Regions from separate parts of the Mus musculus genome. Here regions 2, 3 and 4 are each linked to region 1. A link is a contact called in public promoter capture Hi-C data. All regions are on one chromosome and are shown on one strand. The core of a region is the stretch at or near the end of the contact, and the rest is flanking DNA. Distances in the headings are between cores, read along the strand shown.

The links. Promoter capture Hi-C pulls out the DNA fragments that hold promoters and counts their contacts.
Region 2: a promoter capture Hi-C map of hippocampal neurons shows a contact between it and region 1, with 3 times the contacts expected there. The contact joins the promoter of Zfp330 here to the promoter of D830024N08Rik in region 1. A contact is called at or near these places in 4 of 39 promoter capture datasets (the C10 cell line, hippocampal neurons, liver and 1 more), 6 of 115 datasets of contacts at active chromatin or transcription factors (astrocytes, embryonic stem cells, epiblast stem cells and 2 more) and 1 of 9 other capture datasets (embryonic stem cells).
Region 3: a promoter capture Hi-C map of pre-B cells shows a contact between it and region 1, with 4 times the contacts expected there. The contact joins the promoter of Mri1 here to the promoter of D830024N08Rik in region 1. A contact is called at or near these places in 4 of 39 promoter capture datasets (liver, neutrophils and pre-B cells) and 1 of 9 other capture datasets (adipose tissue).
Region 4: a contact with region 1 is called in a promoter capture Hi-C map of pre-B cells, with 2.3 times the contacts expected there. The contact joins the promoter of Cc2d1a here to the promoter of D830024N08Rik in region 1. A contact is called at or near these places in 5 of 39 promoter capture datasets (the C10 cell line, liver, neutrophils and 1 more) and 1 of 9 other capture datasets (liver).

The regions. Positions count from the first base shown.
Region 1 is chr8:83,571,970-83,576,995 of GRCm38.p6, forward strand. D830024N08Rik (a long non-coding RNA gene) reads left to right here and starts at 2,557. Exons shown (of 3, transcript XR_003947410.1): 1 at 2,557-4,347. It overlaps Tecr (trans-2,3-enoyl-CoA reductase), which reads right to left. Exons shown (of 13, transcript NM_134118.5): 2 at 2,509-2,559; 3 at 1,902-1,953; 4 at 1,442-1,486; 5 at 1,251-1,354; 6 at 1,059-1,174; 7 at 872-977; 8 at 712-784; 9 at 580-623; 10 at 429-486; 11 at 263-351; 12 at 44-89.
Region 2 is chr8:82,771,232-82,776,257 of GRCm38.p6, forward strand. Zfp330 (zinc finger protein 330) reads right to left here and starts at 2,914. Exons shown (of 10, transcript NM_145600.2): 1 at 2,826-2,914; 2 at 1,649-1,780; 3 at 108-127. The coding sequence starts at 1,768.
Region 3 is chr8:84,254,555-84,259,580 of GRCm38.p6, forward strand. It overlaps Mri1 (methylthioribose-1-phosphate isomerase 1), which reads right to left and starts at 2,770. Exons shown (of 5, transcript NM_026423.4): 1 at 2,336-2,770; 2 at 1,690-1,865. The coding sequence starts at 2,706. Ccdc130 (coiled-coil domain containing 130) reads right to left here. Exons shown (of 10, transcript NM_026350.3): 9 at 4,559-4,697; 10 at 3,213-4,372. The coding sequence ends at 3,927.
Region 4 is chr8:84,145,949-84,150,974 of GRCm38.p6, forward strand. It overlaps Cc2d1a (coiled-coil and C2 domain containing 1A), which reads right to left and starts at 1,969. Exons shown (of 29, transcript NM_145970.2): 1 at 1,699-1,969; 2 at 366-501. The coding sequence starts at 1,758. It overlaps 4930432K21Rik (RIKEN cDNA 4930432K21 gene), which reads left to right and starts at 2,090. Exons shown (of 9, transcript NM_029045.2): 1 at 2,090-2,450; 2 at 2,890-2,937. The coding sequence starts at 2,910.

The sequences.
Region 1 (5,026 bases), core at 1,307-3,806:
CTTGCTGGAAGGGCAGCGCACCGCACAGGGACAAGGAACTCACCTGGGACACACTGAGTCAAGATGGCAAAGCCAATCCAGGAGCCCACCTGTGGACAGTACAGGCAGAATGAGGACAGAGAGGGAAGCCCAGCATCACAGCCCCGGGGGACGGCCACAGCCTCACTGAGGTCAAGCTTTCTCACTCCCCACAGCCCACTCCTGCACTTCACCATGTGCAGGACCTCAGACCTGAGAGGACAAAGGCAGTACAGTCCCTCACCTCATAAGTGTAGTTGGGACAGGACACCAACAGGAACAGCCAGGTGAAGGGGTTCTTGGTGGGGTATGGGATCTTCCTGGTTTTCGACCCTGGCATGGAGGATAAGAGTAGGTCAGACCCCCTCCTCACCCTGCTCACCCAGCCCCAGCCCCAGCAAGCCACTCACCAGCAGGCCGAAGGTCCCGAAGAGCCATGTGGATGGAGAAGTTCCCAAGCTGGCAGATCTATGAAGGAGAAAGGGGTCAGTCCACAGCCAGCCCTCACCCCACCCAGCTGCCACACCTCACCACACTTGGTTGCTGCCCCAGCCTCTTTACCACAAAAACGGCCAGTGCCAGCTTAACCTGCTGAACTCCATAGGCTGTAGAAAAAGCAGGAAGGAGAGCCCTGTAAGAGGAAGCCTCGTGGTGGGGTCACACAGGGTAAGGGCACTGTCTGGACCCACTTACTAGGGGGTGTGTAGAGAGGGTGGTTGATGTAATAAGCCATCCATGCAGCAAAGCCCCAATAGTAGGTGCAGTTCTGGAAGAGCAAATGAGTTAGCAGGTGGGGAGGGGGCAGGCACTGCTGCTGGGGGGCAGGCAAGACAAGAAGAATGGGGGTGCTCACTTTGAAGATGTTTCGCAAAGGCATGGTTCCGTGAGAGAATCGGTGCACGAAGAGAGTCTCCAGCAGGCGCTTGATGTAGTGGAACGAGTGGCACATGCAGGCGAGGCTAGTGGGGTAGCAGACTCAGCCAGGGCCAATCCAGCCTCCACCCTCCCTCCCACCCCCACCTTCCTCCGGGCCCACTCACTGCACCACCGTATGCCGACTGGACGTAAAGTCGTATTTGCGGCCATAAATGAAGGGTACCCGGAAGTAGAAGAGCAGGTAGATGAAAAGGGGCCCGGCATACTCCGTCAGGAAGACCTGGGAGTACCCAGAGACAAGGTGAGTCGCCCCAGGGTAGCTGAAGGCAGAGACCAGGGAAGGAGTCAGAGCTCACCGTCACCCAGCTGATCTGGGCCCCGAGGTCCCGGAAGTAGAGTGTGGCTGTGGTGCCCACAGGAAGCTTCTGTAAGACATCTTCATCTTTCAGGGACTTCCCCTCTACAGAGAGAAGTCAGTATTTGGTTACTGCCCTGGTTTCCTGACCCCAAGAGCCCAAGGGATAGGCTGATGGACAGCTGTACTCACTGGGGTCCAGGCGGAGGGACTGGCGGGCAGGATACCACTGCGGGTCTGCCAGGAGAAGGTCAGGGGTTGCATCACCTAATCTGGCAAGGCTCAGCCTACCCACGCCCCAACTTGGCCTGCCTCTAAAGGCTTCCAGAACTCTAGGACCCCCCCCCCCCAGCTCCTCCCACCTGTGCAAGGGCACACAGGATAGGCAGCGACAGATTTTATTTTTTACCCCTTTGGATAGATAGCACAAGAGCATTCCTGCTGGTGACCACACAGGGGCAGCCTGCCCAGTCAGCCGGGCCTCACTCACTGTTCCAGTGTGCTGAGAGGCAACAAGCCGATGAGGGAAAGGCATGCGGAGGCATGCGGGCCCAGGTCACATCCAGAGGGGAGGCAGGAGTGGGGGGTAGATGTGTCGGGAGCGGGGGGACACGTATGTCAGGAGCAGGAATAGGTGTGTCGGGAGACTCACGTGTCTTGGTGAAAAGGGTCTTGATTTCAGAAATGGTGGCCTGAGGCTCTACCTAAAGGAAAACAAGGTGTAAGTCCGGAGGGAGCCAGGCCTAGGATGGGGGAGGGGGTCCAGGTACAGGCAGGTCAGGAACAAGCTAGCTGACTTCACGGGGTACATCCGTCCTCCACCTCCTTTACGGACACAGAGCCCTCCCAAGGCTGCCTTGTCCCTTCCCACACCAGGCTGTCAGCTTCCAGCCCCACAGAGGGGCCCCAGCTGCTCACTCTAGCGCAGTGGTTCTCAACCTTCCTAAAGCTGCCACCCTTAGTACAGTTCCTCATGGTGTGCTGACCCCAACCAGAACATTATTTCATTGCTACTTCATACCTGTAATTCTGCTGATATGAATTGTAATATAAATATCTGCTATGCAGGATATCTGATAGGCAACCCCAATGGGGTCTCAGCCCACAGGTTGAGAACCGCTGCTCTAGATGAAGACAATACCCTTTACATGCCTTCTGAAGGACAGGGAGGGCCACCGATGCCTGCATAGCCCTACAGGAGCTGTAAGGAACAGGGACCCAGCCCTCCTGGCACTTCACCCCCAGGGGTGCAGTCCTACCTTGTCCAGGAAGCACAGCTTCTCCCTCGTCTTTGCATCCCGAATCTCCACCTCAAAGAAGAGGACAGCCTTTTTATGCTTCTTGGCTGCTTTGTGGGGCATGGGCATGGGAAGACCATCGAGGCCTTGGTGGGCCTCTTTGGCTGCCATGCTCAAGCTGATATCCATGCCACAGCCGCTGGCCCTCCTGCTCTGCCTTCCAGTCTGTGGTGCCCACTGCCAGTCGCCAGCCCCCACCTCCGACCTCTCCTCACAAAGCTGCTGTGAGCTGGGCCGGGCAGCATGATCAAATTCTGCCTCGGTGCTGGAAGGGAGCCTGTGTCTGACCAGGCTCAGCCAGCGCCAACGCCAGATGTAACCCGAGTGGCACCAGGGCCTGGCCTGGCTAAATATAAAACCATCTCAGCCCGAGTCCCCACCAAAGGAGCCACAGTCCTCCCCTGAGGGCTACCCTCATACAGGCAGTTAATTGGGTGGGCACAGGCCCTCAGAAGTGCCAGGGGCATGAAGAAGGAAAAGGCCCACAGCCATGGCAGGCGCCGCAAGCCCAGCCCCGGTGTGCAGCCCTGGCCAACAGGTTACCCAGCCTGGGGAAATGCCAGCTATCTGGAGAATCTCCGAGACAGATCATCCATTTCCACTTCTAAGCTGTAAGGGACACTGGATTATTTCCCTTGTGCATTTGTGTTCCCAGGGAGGTGACAAATTCCAGAGGTACTGGTGCAGAGTTCCCAAGTCCCTCCACCTCCCTCTCCACCGCCTCACTCCTCACAGCTCCTACCACATCAGGCCAACACAATGTGCTCACCCATGGACGAGCCTACCAAAGCCCAACACATACCCTCCCAACACATACCCTGCCTGCACCCCTGGGGTCCACAGTCCCCAAAGGAGAAACCTGCAGGCTGAGGCCAGAAAATATGCATAGGGGCAGGGTAAGGAGGCAGGAGCCCCAGGGGATCTGACCCATCGGACCCAGCAGGTCAGAGAAGATGCTCAACACTGCCCATGCTGGCTGGGGGAGACCCAAGGGCTATGCGGAGATCTGCCACTTTTTTCCAGAAGAAGGGGGCATCACAGGCCAGAGAAGCCAACTGTTGCCACCTACATGCTCCCAACAACAGAGGCCATGGCACGATCCCAGATCTGCTAGGGGTCCTTGAGAAGGCATGGGTGGGCCGACATGGTGCTGGCACACAGAAAGTGTATGCATGTGTGTATGTGTGCATGTACAGGTCGGGAAGCCCCCACGGAGGTAACCCTACACAGTGATGCTGCCCTGTAGGGCCTGGGCTTGAGTTCAGAGCAAGGTTCCTATGCCAGGCAGTGGTACCCAGGCCTGCTTGCCCATATGTGCCAGAGCCTACATCATGGACACAGCATACTCTGGGGCAGATGGCTGAATCCACACAAGGACAATCAGTGCCAGACTGAGCTGTCATACGCTGGGACCCCTCTAAAGAGGACCGAGAGGGGAGGAGCACATGAGGAATGTGCTAGAAGGGGCGAGGTGGCAGGGCTCTGGGCTGGGGCTATATTAATAGTTGCTGAGCCCCTAGAGTCCATGTGAATCACAGGAGGGCGGCACAGTGTGCACTGGGAGGGAAGGCCATGGAGTTCCTGCTGAACCACTCAACAGCTTAAAATACAACCAGCCCCTCTCCCTACTGGGCCAGCTGCCGGGGAGGGCTGAAATCCTAGCCTCTCCCCCAGCTGGGGCACTGCAGCCAGGCCAGGAGCCGTGGTGCACCAACTGGTGGGCAGCAGGAGAGCGCGTGGAGAGGGGCCACGGTGAAGAGCAATCCCAAGCCACAAGCTGAGGGACTGCCTGCAGCAGAGGTGAGTCAGGGGGCCTCCCACGGCCTGCACAAGCCCAAACTCCACACAGCCGCCATCCCCCCAGGCATAGGTCTAGGAAGGCCCAGTGGGCCAGGGGCCGTTCTTGCAACTCTCTGAGCCTCTAGATTTATTTCAAAACCAAGATAAAAGGTATGTTAAGTGTAGCAAGAAGGTTGGCGAGATGAAAGAAACCAGACTTTCAGGCCCAGGACCAGACCAGGATAGACAGAACCCGGCTGGTAACCTGGGGCGGGGGGGGGGGGGGACGAAGAGGAGGGGGGAATGCTGAAAGACACATGCTCTTTGTGGGTAAGACAAAGGTGCCAGTCACAGAGGTGGGGGCCTGCATTCCAAAAGGTGATGAAATCCACTAGGTTGTGTACTTTTTTGGGAGGAGGGGTATCACTCAGGGGTGAGACAGGGTCTGAGTTCTTAAACTCAGAATGCTCCTGTCTCAGTTTCCCAAGTGCTAAGGAAGTACAGCTGTCGGGAACACACAGTTGGACTATGCACTCTATTCAGTCACAGGAACTGCACTACAAAAGCTCTGGCTTCAGGGGATTCTATGTAGGGCTCTCACACTGCAAGGCAGATACTGCACCAAGTTACACCCCAGCCCAATCAGTAACAGACAGGCAAAGTGTCCACCAAAAGAGAAAAGACCAAACAGCTCCAGGGA
Region 2 (5,026 bases), core at 1,664-4,163, 800 kb before region 1:
CCCTCATCAATGTAAGATGCAATGAACCCTTTCCTCCCCAAGTGTTATAGCACAGCAACAGAAAGCACACAAGGACAATTTCATGCAGGAAGAAAAAGAAAATTTACCTCTGACATTTGTCGCATTCCTGTAGAATTTAAAGCATAACATTAATTTTCTGCTAGCCTAAAATGGAACATTTACTTATATCATAAAGACTCAAATTAAACTATAAGAGGTTCTACATCCCACTTCCAGCTCAGCCTATGTGTACAAAATGTTGTACATACTCCACTAGCAAAAGTAAAAAAAAAACTTATACTCTGTGATCAATGATGGGAAAAAAGCCATATTACAAAAAAAGTTAAAATATACTAGATTCCCTTTTGGTTGTTTTAAAGAAAGCAAATACTACAGAAAACAAACAAATTCCTGCTCAATTTTCTATTTTAATTAAAAACCATCCGATCTGCCAATATTGTGTGGGTGCTAGGAATAAAGGACAGGAAATACTAAAGATCACAGCATGTCCATTTAAGCGGGGTTCGAAGCTCTCCAGTCTGTCACTCTCTGGAGCCAAGGCACCACTGCTCAGCCTTTCCCCAACATGTCCCGGCCTCTTCTCCGCAGGCCTCACTAACTCTGCTCCTTTCCCTTTACTGAAATACCAAGATCTACTCCATGACATGCACGTACGCACGCCAGTCACTGTCTTGTCTGCCAGCACGCCTCTTTTCTCAAAAGAACCTGACATTCAACAACACAATCCCCTCTGTCACATCTGTACCATGACATCTGACCTGTACATCATAAATCAGTCCTGGGACAAAAAAACGGCACGAGCCCAACCTATGAGAAATCTTTGTCTGTGACCTCCACAATAGGAGATATGGTCGATATAAGCACTCGACCAGAAACCAAGAAGCTGCACAAATAAAACATGGCAATCCTCAGGGGCAGAAGGAGCCAAAGAAACAAGAGCAGAGGGCGGCCCAAGGCCTAGCTGTCCCCAAGTCTTAGCTCCTTTCTTCTTCTCACTACTTGGAGGGACTATGGTAGTGAGGTGCTTTTCCCTAGGTTAAATTGTTTCTGTCATTCATAAACAAATGAGTCCTAGAAAGTAGTACACACTAGGGAATCCTACAAACATACAAAAGAGGGAGGTGCGCCATCTGCCATCATCTGCCATTATTGGTGCACCCAGAGTCCCAGGCAGAACACTCGGTCCCCTGAATGATAAACATTTGCTAAATTAAGTCATGAAAATGAAGTATTTTAAAACAATCTGACTTTTTCAAGACTAGCAAATTAGTTAAGAACATGGGAAATGTCTAAAAATCAGGGTACTCAGTGAATGGAGACTGGCTAGGAGAAAATGATCAAAACTGAGCTAAAGAATATATAAAAAAAGCTGGAGCCTCCCACTCAGTTCCTGTCACCCATTCGCCTTCAACATCTATTGTCACCAGTAATTCATGATACGCCAGGCTTGATAATACATACTCTAACAACAATAAAAATATCATTGTTACTCAGTAAAATACTGAGGACACCTTTAACAGGTTCTTCACAGGGGCACACCATAGTTGATCATGTTTTTTAGGTACCTATATATGGTACTACAGAGTCCTCCATTCAGCCACCAGCCATTGCTTTAAAAAGCTCTCACCATTGAAGCATTGCATGGGTGTTTGGCTAGGTCGACAGTACTTCTTGATGCTCGCAGTTGTTTCTCGCGTTCTCGGCGGTTCTCTGCCTTCTTCCTCGCACCGGTCTTTTTCTTCGGCATGTTCCCTTCTTTCTAAACAAGAAAACAGGAAAGGTATAATTGATGCGTTCAGTCACACAGCATCTATACTTTCCTTAAATATTAAATCAGTCTTTCAATTTTAAATGCACCTCATCCCATCTGAAGCCTTTAGCAACATTACACACACATTATTCCAGCTGCAGGCTCCTAAACTAAGGCCCTCCTCTGGGCTTCCAAACTCTCACACAGCATAAGCATCAAGGACCTCAACCAAACAGCTAGAGTAATTGTTTTCTCACCCTAATTATTCTCTTCACTCAAAAAAACCTATGTATGCACCATTAGTAAGAAATGACTAAAAATATTTGTTTTGTGCCAAGTTGAAATAACCATTTTGAGCTATACAGTCTCAGCCCTAATGCTGTTGACATACAGTATTATACAGTACACTGTCACCTACATGGTATCTAAACAAATAACCAGCAACCCAAGGCCTGACCGCAAACAAACCCATTTTCTCTTAAGAGACTAAGGTACTACAGTGGCTTTCGCTGCCTGTCCCTCGTGCCTAGATGCAACAGTTTCGACAAGTCAGATGCTTTGGAGTTTGTTTCCCACACAGACATCAAACCTTACAGTGCTGGTTTTCAGCACACAGAAAAACTACAACAGAGACAACCAGGCTTCTGTGTTCTCACTCTGGTGCCCCAATCCTTTCGGACAGGACAGTCTTCAGAGCTAATCAGTGGTTAATCATGCTGGCCACGCCACGGGGCCTTCCTTCAGTGTTTAAAAGGGAAGTCTGGAGCATGTGGCTGAGTGGCCACGGGTGACCGTGGATGAATTCTGTACCCACTAAGACATCTCAGACCTATTTTTTTCCTCGAATCTGTTTGTGCCAACGAGGAGAGATTTCTTTGAGTTCAAGCTTAGATCCTGGTGACAGCAGAGCGACATTGGGTTCCAGGCTCTGGGAGGCCAGGAGGCGGGGGCGCGGGAAGAGCCACGCGGCTCGCGACCCGCCAGCAGCCCGAGGGCCCCTCACGTTCTCCAGACCCACCCACGTCGCGCGGCCTCACGGGGACGCGCCACTCACCGCAGTGGCCGAGGACGCGGAGGAGAGGGCGAGCCGCGGGCTAGAACGGCAGAAGCAGCCCGTTTCCAACGGTGGGAGCGAGACCGGATATCCTGCTATGTCAGAGCGCCCAGGTTGAACACGTCAACAGGAAGAATCCCGCATGTTCCGCCCCCTCCTCGGGGAGGACCCGCCTTCCCGGAAGTGGACTTGCTACAATGGAAAGAGGCTCCAGCGTTGCAAAGAAAGTAGAGGGCAGAGAGCTGCCGCATCTCAAGGCCTCTGCTATGTCATTCTGATTTTATTATTTAACTCAGAGAGCTAAAAAGTCCAAAAGGAAAAGAAAGACGAGCCCACAAAAAATTTTGAGAGGAGAACAAGAACTTTGCTAGCAATTTTTTGCCTGACTCTTCTGAAATCCTTTTCCTTTCTGGGAGCCTGACAAGCCTCACATGGCACATTTTTAATTTTTGTTGTTGTTATTTTCTGAGACATAATGAATGGAACCCTGGCCTTGAAGCCACGACTCCATTACCTCTGTCTCTCAGCACTAGGATTATAGGCGTGCTCACAGGAAACTGCAGAGCCCTCCACTCCTCCCCCCCACCCACCCACCCCCGCTTTTTTTAATGTCTCACAACACTGAGTTCGGAGGTGTCTTGCTTGGCCTCTGCTGTGTGCATTCTGTTCCATTGTGAGCAAATCCTCCCACGTTCTCTGCTTCTGCTCCGAGGCTGAGATCTAACTATGCTTCCCTACAAGACTGTTTGCTTTAAATAACACTGAAGGTAAATGTTCCACTCTCACTCCCACCTTACCTTTGGGGAGGAAGTTCTTGACATTACTCCCAGTACTGCATGTGAGTATCACTTACTGCCTATCACCTTCTATATTTGAGTGGAGCTGTGTTATATCCACCCACTTTTTTTTATATTTTTTTATTTACATTTCAAATGTTTTTCCCTTTCCAGGTCTCCCCTCCAAAAACTCCCTATCCCATCCCCCTCCCTCTGCCTCTTTGAGGGTGCTCCCCTATCCACCCACCCACTCCTGGCTTCCAGCCCTTGCATTCTCCTACACATCAAACACCCTCAGGGCCAAGGGCCTCTCCTCCCACTGATGTCCAACAAGGCCATCTTCTGTCTTTACCACATTCACATCCCAATGGAAGACAACTCGTTTTGGTCTCTCTCTTTTTTTCCAACCCCTTCTGTTATCATCTTTGCTGCACTCCAGGAATTCGCTTTCATAACCACACCTCAAGCCTTTCTCTGAAGAGAGCTCAGTTTTGTCAATGAAATATGAATGTCTTGGCTTACTAGGCTCCTACCCTGTGCTCTGTTCTGTATTCTCTTGTTTAGTCATCCTTTTCAGTCTTTTTTTCTGCAAGTTCTACTTAATAAAACAGTCCCATCTCATTAGTCACAGTTTTTATCATAGTTTTTGTACTACTGATCATTAAATGATGTACCTTTTCCCTCCTATTGATTTTCTGGGTGGGGTTTTGGGGGATGGGGTGCTGATACATAAACAGGAGTCTATGTCACTAAACTCAAGCCTCTCAGGATTCCCCTTCTGTCCTCCTATAGTTCCCTAATCTCTTATTCCCATTTACCACAATATTTAATCATAATCAAAACATACTTGTTTTCTTCAAGCTTCCACCACTTATATCAATTTCAACAGACATCACCATCTCCTCTTTGTATAAAATGAGGACATGACTGCTCCCAAGTATGAGTAAGGAGAGAATTTTATTGTAGATGTGAGGGAGAATGCTGCCAGAGACATCTGAAGGAGAGAAAGTTATAAACGAAGCATGAGAGAAGAGAGGGAGAGAGAAGGGAAAAAGAACAAAGAAGAGAGAGCCAAGAGAGGGGACCAGGAGGACAAGGGAGCCAAGAAAGCTCACAGACACAATGGCAGCATTCTAGCAGAATAAGAAGCTGAGGGAAGGGAAGTCCAGGAGCTAGACAAGTTTAGGGGAGAGGGTGAAGTGAGCTGAGCTAACTGGAGCCCCGGGTTTCTGAGTGTCTGGCCAGCATGTGCTTTGATATGCTAATAGAGCCACAGTTCACCATTTGTCCCTAGCTTCTTTGAGACCTGATACTCTTTCACAAACACAAAGTGTCAACAACAGCTAATATAGTCATGGGCTTGCTCCTTACGTTTTAGGCACTTTGCCTGTGTGCCCTTAACAAGGTAACACAAGAAAAAGAACA
Region 3 (5,026 bases), core at 1,520-4,019, 680 kb after region 1:
AGTGCTGGGATTAAAGGCATGCGCCACCTCGCCCGGCTTTCCCACATCATTTTTACGTCTCCATCCTGACACCCTGAAGCTCCTTGGTCTCACACAGCAACCGCACTGTTCTGATCTTTAGCCCTGGCCTGTCCTCATCATTTAGGACATTTGTCATTGAGACAGGGTCTTGCTATATGGCTCAGGTTAAGCCTTGAAAGATGACCTTCTTTGTCCTAGCCTGCTGAGTGGCCTTTAGCGCCTTCTGTCTGTTTTGCTGGGGATGCAAGGAGCCCATAGCTTTGCATTCTGGAGGCAAGTGCTCTACAGCCACACACACAGCTCCTCGGAGGAGGATTCTCAGTCGTGCTCCACTGCTCACCCATGCCTCTAAGCCCCTTGTCATTCCTCTCTGTATTCTAGGCTGCAGGTGCCTGGTGTCTCTCCCATGGTTCATCACTGTGTTCTCACTCGCTGCAACAGTCAGTAGTTGCTTCATGACTGTTAGTGGAGTCAATAAACGGGGCACAGGAGCTTCTTTCTGAGATTGAGCTCTGACTCTGGCAGACAGCAGAGCTTCTGGGACAACCAAGGGCCAGGAGGAATCTGCTGCCTTGACTCCCAAATTGCTATCTTGTGGCCACTTACTCAGGGGGTGTCACTCTCAGCTCCTCTGTCCTCTGGGAGTTGACACTATGCCCCTTCTGTAGGTATGTGGCGCGGGCCAGGCCAGGCAGGTGACCCGGGGAAGTTTGTAGACTCTGATAGCAGAACTACTTCAATCCATGTGCACAGGGAGGGCCAGGGTTCTAATGCATGGGTTGGACTCCTTGATGTAGCCACCCCTGCAGACAACTCCCCAAGGGTTTCTGTACAGGAGCTGCTATACTGGGAGTAGGAAAAACGAACAAACTAATATGCGGGGCTGGAGAGACTGCTCAGTGGCTAGGAGAACTTGCTGCTCTTACAGAGGACCTGGGTTTGGTTCCCAATACCCACATGGTGGCTCATAATCATCTGTAACTCTAGCTTCAGGGGATCCAAAACCATCTTCTGTCCTCTGGGCACAATGTACATGCATGGTACACATATGCACAGCAGGTATACACAAAATATGATTTGAAAAATCAAAACAAAACTAATATTTACACTTCTGTGGTTGAAGTAGTTTCTTCATTTGAGTTTTGGGGACTAAATCCTGGATTTTGTGTATTCTAAGCTAAGTATGTACTCTTTTAAAGTATTTATTTTTATTTTTAAAGATTTATTTATGTATTTTATGCATATGAATACATCACCGTTGCTGTCTTCAGACACACCAGAAGAAGGCATCAGATCCCATTACAGACGGGTTGTGAGCCACCATGTGGTTGCTGGGAATTGAACTCAGGATTTTTGAAAGAGCAGTCAATGCTCTTTACCACTGAGCCATCTCTCCAGCCCTAGTGTTTATTTTTAATTATGTACATGTGTGTCTCTATGCATGTAAGGGCATGTGCTCGTGGAGGCCAGAAGAGGGTGCTGCAGGTAGTTACTGTGGGTGCTGAGAACTTAATAGGTCTTTGCAAGAGGGGTCCATACTTTTAAGCTGCTGAGCCAGCCCTAGCTAAGCAAGTACTCTTGCCACTGAACTACACCCCCAGCTCCAGTTGCTTTGCCTTGCATCCCATAACATGTCCCATGCCCTAACAATTGAAGGTGCCTCCTCACCTAACGCTGTACCATAGCCAGCAGTGGCCAGAGCACCCGTGTTACAGTGGGTCAGCACGGTCACCTTGCCACCCCTGGGGTTGGTCTGCTCTAGGAGATGGCGGGCTCCCAAGTCCCCGATGCTCCGGTTGTCTTTGAGGTCCTTCTCCAACATATCCTCGGCGAAGCGGATCACTCTGGGGACAGAAGAAGCTCTTAGCACTGTTGGAAGGGAGCTGGCTAACTTTGAAGGGGCCGCCCTTTAAAGGTGAGGTGGGGTTCTGAGAGCCTGAGGACACTTCCACTCTGATCACTAATATAAGTGAGCCAGGAGCTGGGGCTGACGCACAGCAGTAAACAGGAGGAAACCCTTTACCTCTGTGATGATGACGTCATGGTGGGAGAGGCAGTTGATGAACAGGAAGGGGCAGAATCAGGGACAAGGTGTTTTTACAGAAGGGGAGGGGAAGGAGCAGGAACCTGGAGATGAAGTTCTAACTCCAGTGCTTTAATGCTCTAGACTCTAGTCTCAGCCACAGGCAGGAGCCGTACCGGTGCAACAGAAAAGCAGTAAGAACCAAGTGGCTGGACCGGAAGTGGGATGGGAAAGAAAATGGTAGAGAGGAAAGCTGGGCAGAGCACACAAGACTGGTCCAGGATCCCGTACCTTTCCCGCACGGTCTCTTCAGTGGCACCCTCTCGTTCCGCCTCCTGGGCTGCCACTTGACCCAGATCGCGGGCGGCGCGGGCCATGTTGACAGCGGTGGGCCGGGCGGCGACTAAGAGGCGCAGCTGGTCTCGCACGAAGGCCACCAGAGCAGCGAGTCCGGGACCGCCGGCGCCGGCCCGCAGCTCCACGGCCAGGCTGAGGCAGCCGACCAGCGCGATGGCCGGGGCTCCGCGCACCTTCATGGCGCGGATGGCTTCACTAGCCTGCTGCACGGAGCTCAGTGCCTCATAGTGGCAGTGCTCTGGCAGCTGCAGCTGGTCGAGGATCTGCAGCGAGCCGGGCGAGTAGCGGATCGCTTCCAGTGTCATGTTGCCTACCCTGCAGGGCCACGAGGAATCCTGCACAGGCTGCGGGGCGGAGTTGCGTCCTGCCGCGTGCGCATGCGCACGCGCTCCTAGGTTATCGGGCGATTAGCGTCTTCCAGAGTGGCTGTAACTTCTCCCAAGGCCGAGTTCTAGCTCCAAGATGCTTGGTGATGGGGCTATTTTTTTGCCGGAAATCGTCCATCCGTTACTGAAGCGATGACTTGGAACTCTCAGCTCTGCCTATCCACGGCTCACAGACACCCAGCGCTTAATCAGCGTGTCAAACGACCTTCCGTGGGACTACTTTTGTCTCCATTTTTTTAAAAAAAAGCAAGCACCATGAGGGACGTTTATTCTCAGGGCCTGAAGAGATTGCTCAATGGTTAGGCGTGCATTCTGCTCTTGTAGAGGACCAAAGGCTTCACGACTGCCGCTAGTTTTAAAGGATTCAAGGCCCTCTTTCAAACCTCAGTGAGACAACATACTCACAACATGCAAACACACAAAAATAAACCTCAGATTTTAATTCCAGCATTCAGGAGGTAGAGATATATTTGTGAATCTGGCTCCACAATAGTTACAGAACGAGTTCCAGGACAGCCAGGGATACATGAGAAACCCTATTTTAAAGCTGGACCACACCTTGTCTCTATTGCTGGGGTGCCAGGATGACGGTTGTCTGCCCACTATGCCTGGCTGGATTAGGGTGTTTTTGAGGTTGTTTCACAAACATCCCTACTGGCTGGCCACTATGAGTGACCCACACCAGCCCATGACATGGAGTTTGGATGTTCTTCCTGCCTGCCGTTAGCTTTATTTCTCTGGCTCCAGCAGCCTGGCCCTCTTTCAACCTTCCTTATGTAGTCCTTGACACCTCATAAGGGGACGTCACCCCAGGCCGTGGCCAATCTTGGTCAGTATCTCAAACCCTTCATCGGGCTTTGTGGGGCCACACTGCCGTCACAACGATGCAGCAGCATCTGCTTAGTTGGCTGGAAGTGAGGGCAGGGCAGCTACTAGATGAGTTTAGAAACAAGGCAGGGACAAAGAACAGCACTTTAATGCTCAGGTATCAGGGTTACATCAAGGCACAGGCATTCTCACCAAAACCAAATAAATAATAATCTGTATAGGAAGGTAGGTCTGTATCTGGGCTGGCAGCAATGTGCCAGTCCCTAAGGTCTGGACGCGTCATGGCTTCTGGTCCTGGAATTCTGACTCCCTTACTCGCTCTCTGAGTCAGAGTAGTCAGCCACCAGGGAGGCATTGGGGGTGTTGGGGTTCAGCAGGTCCTCCTGGGAGGAACCTAGGGGGAAGGCCTGATCACTACAGTTTCTCTTGGATTCTGATGTCTTGCTGGTCCTGGATGCTTCTGCTGCCTCTTCAAGTGTCTTGCTACCCTGGGTGGTTCCTGGTGGCCTTCTTTGTTCTTCTGACAAGGAGTTGTCTGCTGCACACTGAGGACTTTCTGGAACGTCTCGAGACTTTCTCCTCACTATGCCCAGGTCCCCCACCGTGCCTGTGCTGCTGGGGGGTGGTCTGCGGCCCTGGCACAGCTTCTTCAGGACGCTGCTAGCTTTGCTGCTGCTAGCACTGGGTCCCTGGGCTGAGGGGAACCAAGAGCGGTGGATGATCTCTGTCCGCTTCATTCGCTGCTTGTCCTCATAAGCTGTAGGGAAAAGGGAGCATTGGACAAGGGCCAGAAGTTCAGGGGCAGAGTGGGCACAGAGCACACACCCCTAGTCTTGAGCTTTCTTCCCACCAGTTTAAATAACAGGGGCTCTAGGGACCAAGTGCCTCCAAACCCTACAACCTTTGCTTCCCAAGGACCTCCCAGTCGGGAGCTGGCACTCACAGTCCAGGGTGTGCAACCTTAGCAGGGCAGCCAGCCTGCGGTCATCCTCAGACTCTGGCACAAGAGGGATGGCTAGGCTGGCTTTTGCCTGCAGTGCCTGGTCCTTCTCTTCCTCCTCCTGCATGGCTTTCTTCTTCTCCTGTGGGTGGGTGTGGCACACAGGCAGGGACATCAGAACCCTCCATCCTGAAACCCATAGGTCTCAGTCCAGCCACTGGGTCTGCTTCTGCCTGACTGAAGCAAGGGAAGGGCCCACACAGAACCTGTGATACAAACGTGGCCCCCGTGTGTAGGCTCTCTGAATGTCAGTGTCCTGGATTCATGACAAAAAGATGGACACGTGCCACAACACTACACTTTGATCAGTGATGGGCTGCAGGTGTGACCTACTAGATAAATCATATAAAATCTGATAAAAAAGGTGTGCTGGCCCATGCCTGTGATCCCAGGCAGGGATGAGAATTTAAG
Region 4 (5,026 bases), core at 719-3,218, 570 kb after region 1:
TCCTGCTCCTGCAGAGGACCTGAGCTTGGGTCTCAGCACTCACATGGGGTGGCTCACAACTACTTGTAACTTCAGCTCTGGGGAATCTGACATAGTTTGCTGGCTTCCATGTGTGTCTGCACACATGTCTCTCTTTCTCTCTCACACACACACACACCAAATTCTCAACAAAGAAGAAAAACATGGCAGGAAACAGATTGGAAAAGACCCAGTTCCACCCACAGCTGACCCTGACAGGATCACCCAGAACCTAGACTCTAGGAAGGTAGGGCTCCTGTTTTCCTGCCCCATGTCCATCCCAGTGCCTAGCTCCAAGTACTGCCCACAGCAGAAGTCCCAAAGAATATGTTGAGCATCTTTCTTACCTTGGCCTTTCAGTTTCTCTAGGGCCTGGGGCTGACCCCCCACCAAAGCCAGGAATTCAGCCTCCAGCTCCTCCTCATTAATCCCATCCTCGGGGATCATCAGGCCGTCTGGGGAGAAGTCAACCAGCAGACCAAGCTACGGGAGCAACCGGGCTCCAGTTAGACCTTCCATAGACCGCTCAGGCCCAGAGACCCGTCGGGATGCTGGAACCAAATCTCTACGAGGAAGCCATTTCTTGGAGAGACCAGGAGGCTGAGGAAGACACCCTCATACAATAACGTTCTTTATGCACATGGCTCCCCAGCAGCAGAGAACGCACCAGTGTGGGACTGGAAGGTGCACTCATCATTAAAGTGCTAACCCTAACCCTAGTATGTGCAAAGCTGGGTTCCATCCCAGCATGGCAAGGAGAAAAATAAATAAATAAAAGCCACGATGACTATGACAACAGTGGGGGCAAAGTTGAAGAACTGGGTCTTTTTTATAGACCTGCCCTTCTGCTTTGGCTAGTGACCAACAAAATATGATGAGTTACATGAAATTACCCTTTCTATAGGTCCAAATTGGCCAAATCTTAGCAGTTATGCATGGCTTCACCTATTGAGTGAAGCCATTAGTCACAGAGAGCCCAAGAATCCAGCGGCCACACTCCCTCTGTTCTAGCATTTTTCCATAAATAGTCTCAGTAAGTCTTTATAACTGCCCTTTAAGGACTCTTCTAGGCTTCCATTCCACAGGTGGAAAAACTGAGGCTCCAAACTACAAATACATTCAGTCAAATGTACCTAGGTCAGGGGGAACCTGAGCACAGAGCCCTGGGATCCCTGGTTCAAAGATGGGACAAATCAAACTCCCACAGGCCCTGAATCTGGGAGTATGGCTCTGGGCCACAGTCTTGTAGGTTTTCCTGTACACCTCTGGACTGACATTTCTGTCTGGCCAGGTGCTTCATCCTTGTGACCTTGACTAGATAGATCTCTGCGCCTCCCTTATCCTTAGTGTCCTCATCTGTACAATGGGTGTAGAGTGTGGCCTGACCCAGTTAATGCAAAGGCCTGAAAAGCCGGTCTGATTGCTTTCCCTTCCCGGTTGGAAGTGCTGCAGCAACAGGTGTTCCCTGAATCTGGGGTGTGAAGCTAGAAGCTGGATGGCCCAACCCAGTAGGCCATACACCTCACCTCGGGGGCGGGGCGGAGACCAGGGTTCACCTGGTGGCGAGGATCAGGCTTTTCTGGGGGTGGGGCACTCCCCGCGAGTGTGAGGAAGGGTGGAGAGAGACTCTGAGGAAGGGTGGGCAGGTACCCCTCGGTGGGTAGAGGGGCACACACTCACCTGGCGGGCAGTGACAGCACCTCGGCCCGGGGGTGCCTGGGGTCCATTCCTCTTGTGCATCTTCCAGGCTCGAAGCCCGGACTACCAGCCCCTGCACCTTTGCCTTGCCTTGCCTCTTCACCGAAGTCGAGTCTCAGAGCTCGCGCTGTTCCTGAGCCCTGAGTCCCTCCTCCGCGCCCGGCCCCCCGGGATTCTCGAGTTTGGGCCGCCCAGCTTCCGCCTTGGCCTTCAGGAGCGCGGCGGCTGGATTCGTGGGCTCTCTAGTTAAACTACAATTCCCGGCAGTCAGAGCGTGGAGGCGCATGCGCCTAGCATAAAGTAGGGCAGAGAGAAGGCGGAGCATGCGTAAGGTGTGTAGTCGGTACTACGCGTGCGTGGGGCGTGGCCTCACGGGCGGGAAAAAGAGAGAGAGCTGCAGGTGTGAGGGCGCGGCAGTGTGACGTCTGTGGCTCCACACCGCCGCACATCGTTCTGTTAGGCTTTGTGGTGGAGTGGGTGCGGGTGTGGGTGTGGGTGTGGATGCTCCTGCTCTCCCGTCTGTGGCGCAGGTCTTCAGGAGCCGAGTCCACAGTGTCAGGCCTCAGGCCTTCCTGTCTCCCACCGCCAGTTTGCCACGCGGTCCCCGTGACTGCCTATGTGGGTATTTTCTCAGAACGTTACGCCAGTGACCTAGGCGACCTATTCCCCATCAGATCCAGGTTGACCTCGTCCCGACTAAGGACAGAGCAACTTCCATTACTGCTGTGGCCCAGGTTGGTTCTGGCTTGCCATGGGTCCCACAGTCTGAAGACATTGGCCGGAAGCCACTCCTGACGCGGGGTAGCCCTCCTAAAGTCTTGTGTGACTTTGGTGGGTCTCCAGAGACCTCTCTGAAGCTTCCAAGTACCCCATGTCCCAGATAATTAAGCTTTGGGTGTGGGTGGGGGAGAAACGTAGTTGTCTCCAACCCAGAGACTCCAGCAGATACCGTGAAGAGGACGAGATCGTTCCTTCACACAGGGAAAGGGTGTGAATGGCTACCTGGCCATGGTCCAAGGTGGCTATGACCTGTCGCCCCACCCAGTGTCCTGCTGAAGACCAGCTGACTCCCCTCATCAGGCTGCCAGATGGGCCCAGTGGAGGAGGGAGACAGGGTACAGATGGGGACATACAGTGCTGGCAACAGCTGGAGAGTTTGTTTGTTGTTTTCAGATTTCTCAGGGAAAGATAAAATGAATAAGAAGAAACAGCGGAACTCAGGTATTTGGTTTATTCAAATTGGCTTTTTATTTTATTTTTATTTTTAATTTATTTCCAGGCAGAGTTTATGTATATCCCTGGCTGTCTGTCCTAGAACTAACTCTGTAGATCAGGCCTCAAACTCAGAGACAAACCTGCCTCTGCTTCCAGAGTGCTGGGATTAAAAGTATGATTCACCACAACCTGGCCTCAAATCGGCTTTTAAAATATTTATTTGAGGTACTAGGAATGGAACATGGAGCTTCCTGCATGATAAAACACTCTACCATGAAACTACATCTCAGACCCAAGGTGACCTTTTTAAACTTTTTATGATGTTTTTGAGATGGAGGAGGGGATTCTTGCCATGTGGGCCGACTAGTTTTATGTCAGTTTGACCCAAGTCATTTGGGAAAAGGGACTCTCAATTGGGAAAATGCCTCCAAAAGATTTGCCTGTAGCCAAGAGTGTAGTGTGTTTTCTTGATTAATGATTGATGTAGGTGGGTCCAGCTCGTGGGTGTGCTGCCTGGAGGCAGGTAGTCCTAAATTACATAAGAAAGCAGTTAGCTGTGAGCAAAAGCCCGTAAACAGCATTCCTTCATATCCTTTGTGAGTTCCTGAGGTTCCTCTCCTGACTTTCTCTGGTGATGGACTATGATATAAAAGTGTAAGTGGAATAAACCCTTTCTCCCTTGACTTGCTTTTGTTCATAGTTTTATGGTTTTTATAGTTTTTATTCCAACAATAGAAATCCTAACTAAGACATCATGTAGCCCAGGCTGGCTTTGAGCTTATGATCTTCCTGTCTCAGCTTTCCAAGTGTTGGGATGATAGGCCTGCGGCACCAAGCCCAGGTGTTCTGATGCTTTGTAAATGGAATCTCAGTATGGGGCTGCAGAGGTGACTCAGTAAAGTGCTTTCCAAATAAGCATGAGGACTTGACCCCAGTGGCCAGAACTGTGTTTAAAAAGCCAGGCATGGTTGGCCCTTGTTTGTAATCCCAATGACTTGCAGGTGAACAAGTACAGCCTACTTGGCAAGTTCCAGGTCAGTGAGAGACCCCCATAAAACAAGGACGGGGCTGGGGAGATGGCTGGGTGAGTTTGGTGCTTGCTGTGTGAAAAAGAGAACTCAAGTTTGGACTCCTAACACATAAAAGCTGGGTATGGTGGTGCATGTCTGTGCCCCAGCACTAGAGATGGGAAGTGGAGACAGCTAGTCTAAACACAACAGGAACCTCCAGGTTCAGTGAGAGATCGTCTCTCAAAGACAAATAAAATTGTTTTAGAAGATACAGATGAAGAAAGATGCCTAATATTGACCTCTGACTCCACATGTTCACCTATGCTCAGGCAAGAGCACTGGCATACACATGCAGGTGAACACACACACACACACACACACACACACACACACACACTCCCCAAGGTGGAAGGCTCCTGAAGAAGGACACCAGGCATCGTGTTCTGGCCTGTACACATGTACTCCCTCCCATACGCTCTCTTGCTCAGACTGACCCTGCATTCTTCTTGGGCTCGGGTGACTCTCCTACCTTAGCTGTCTAAGTAGCTGAGACCACAATACCACCACCAAACCCGTCTCCATAGCACTTCTTTCCCCACCCCCTTACCCCTCCATAGCACTTCTTAATAGCTGCTTCTCATCAGAGCACTAATATGACAGCCTTAAGCACCTTCAAAGATAGTGAAACTTTAGTACAGGCTAGTAAGAATAATAGAAATTATGGAGAAGGCTTATCATTTAAAAAAAAAAAAAAAAGAACTTTCTAGTGTTTCCCCGAGCCTCTGATCCCAAGGCTAGGAGACCAAGAAGTTTTCCCCACTTTAGGTTTCAGGCAGAAATGATTCCTGCAGAAGGCTAATGCCAGATCATCTGGTATGTTACTATTTCTGATCTAGATCCAAAAATGTGATTAGTTGGTCTCTGTTCACTGTAATTGTGGATAAGTCTGTACCTCAGTTCCCAGTTAAGTAAGTGAGTGATAGCGAATGCACCTAGCTTGGTTTATTTTATGTTCTGCAGTGCTGGGGAGAAGCCAGGGCCTCATGCTCTGAGACAAGTGCTCTACCACTCTGATTTACCCCTAG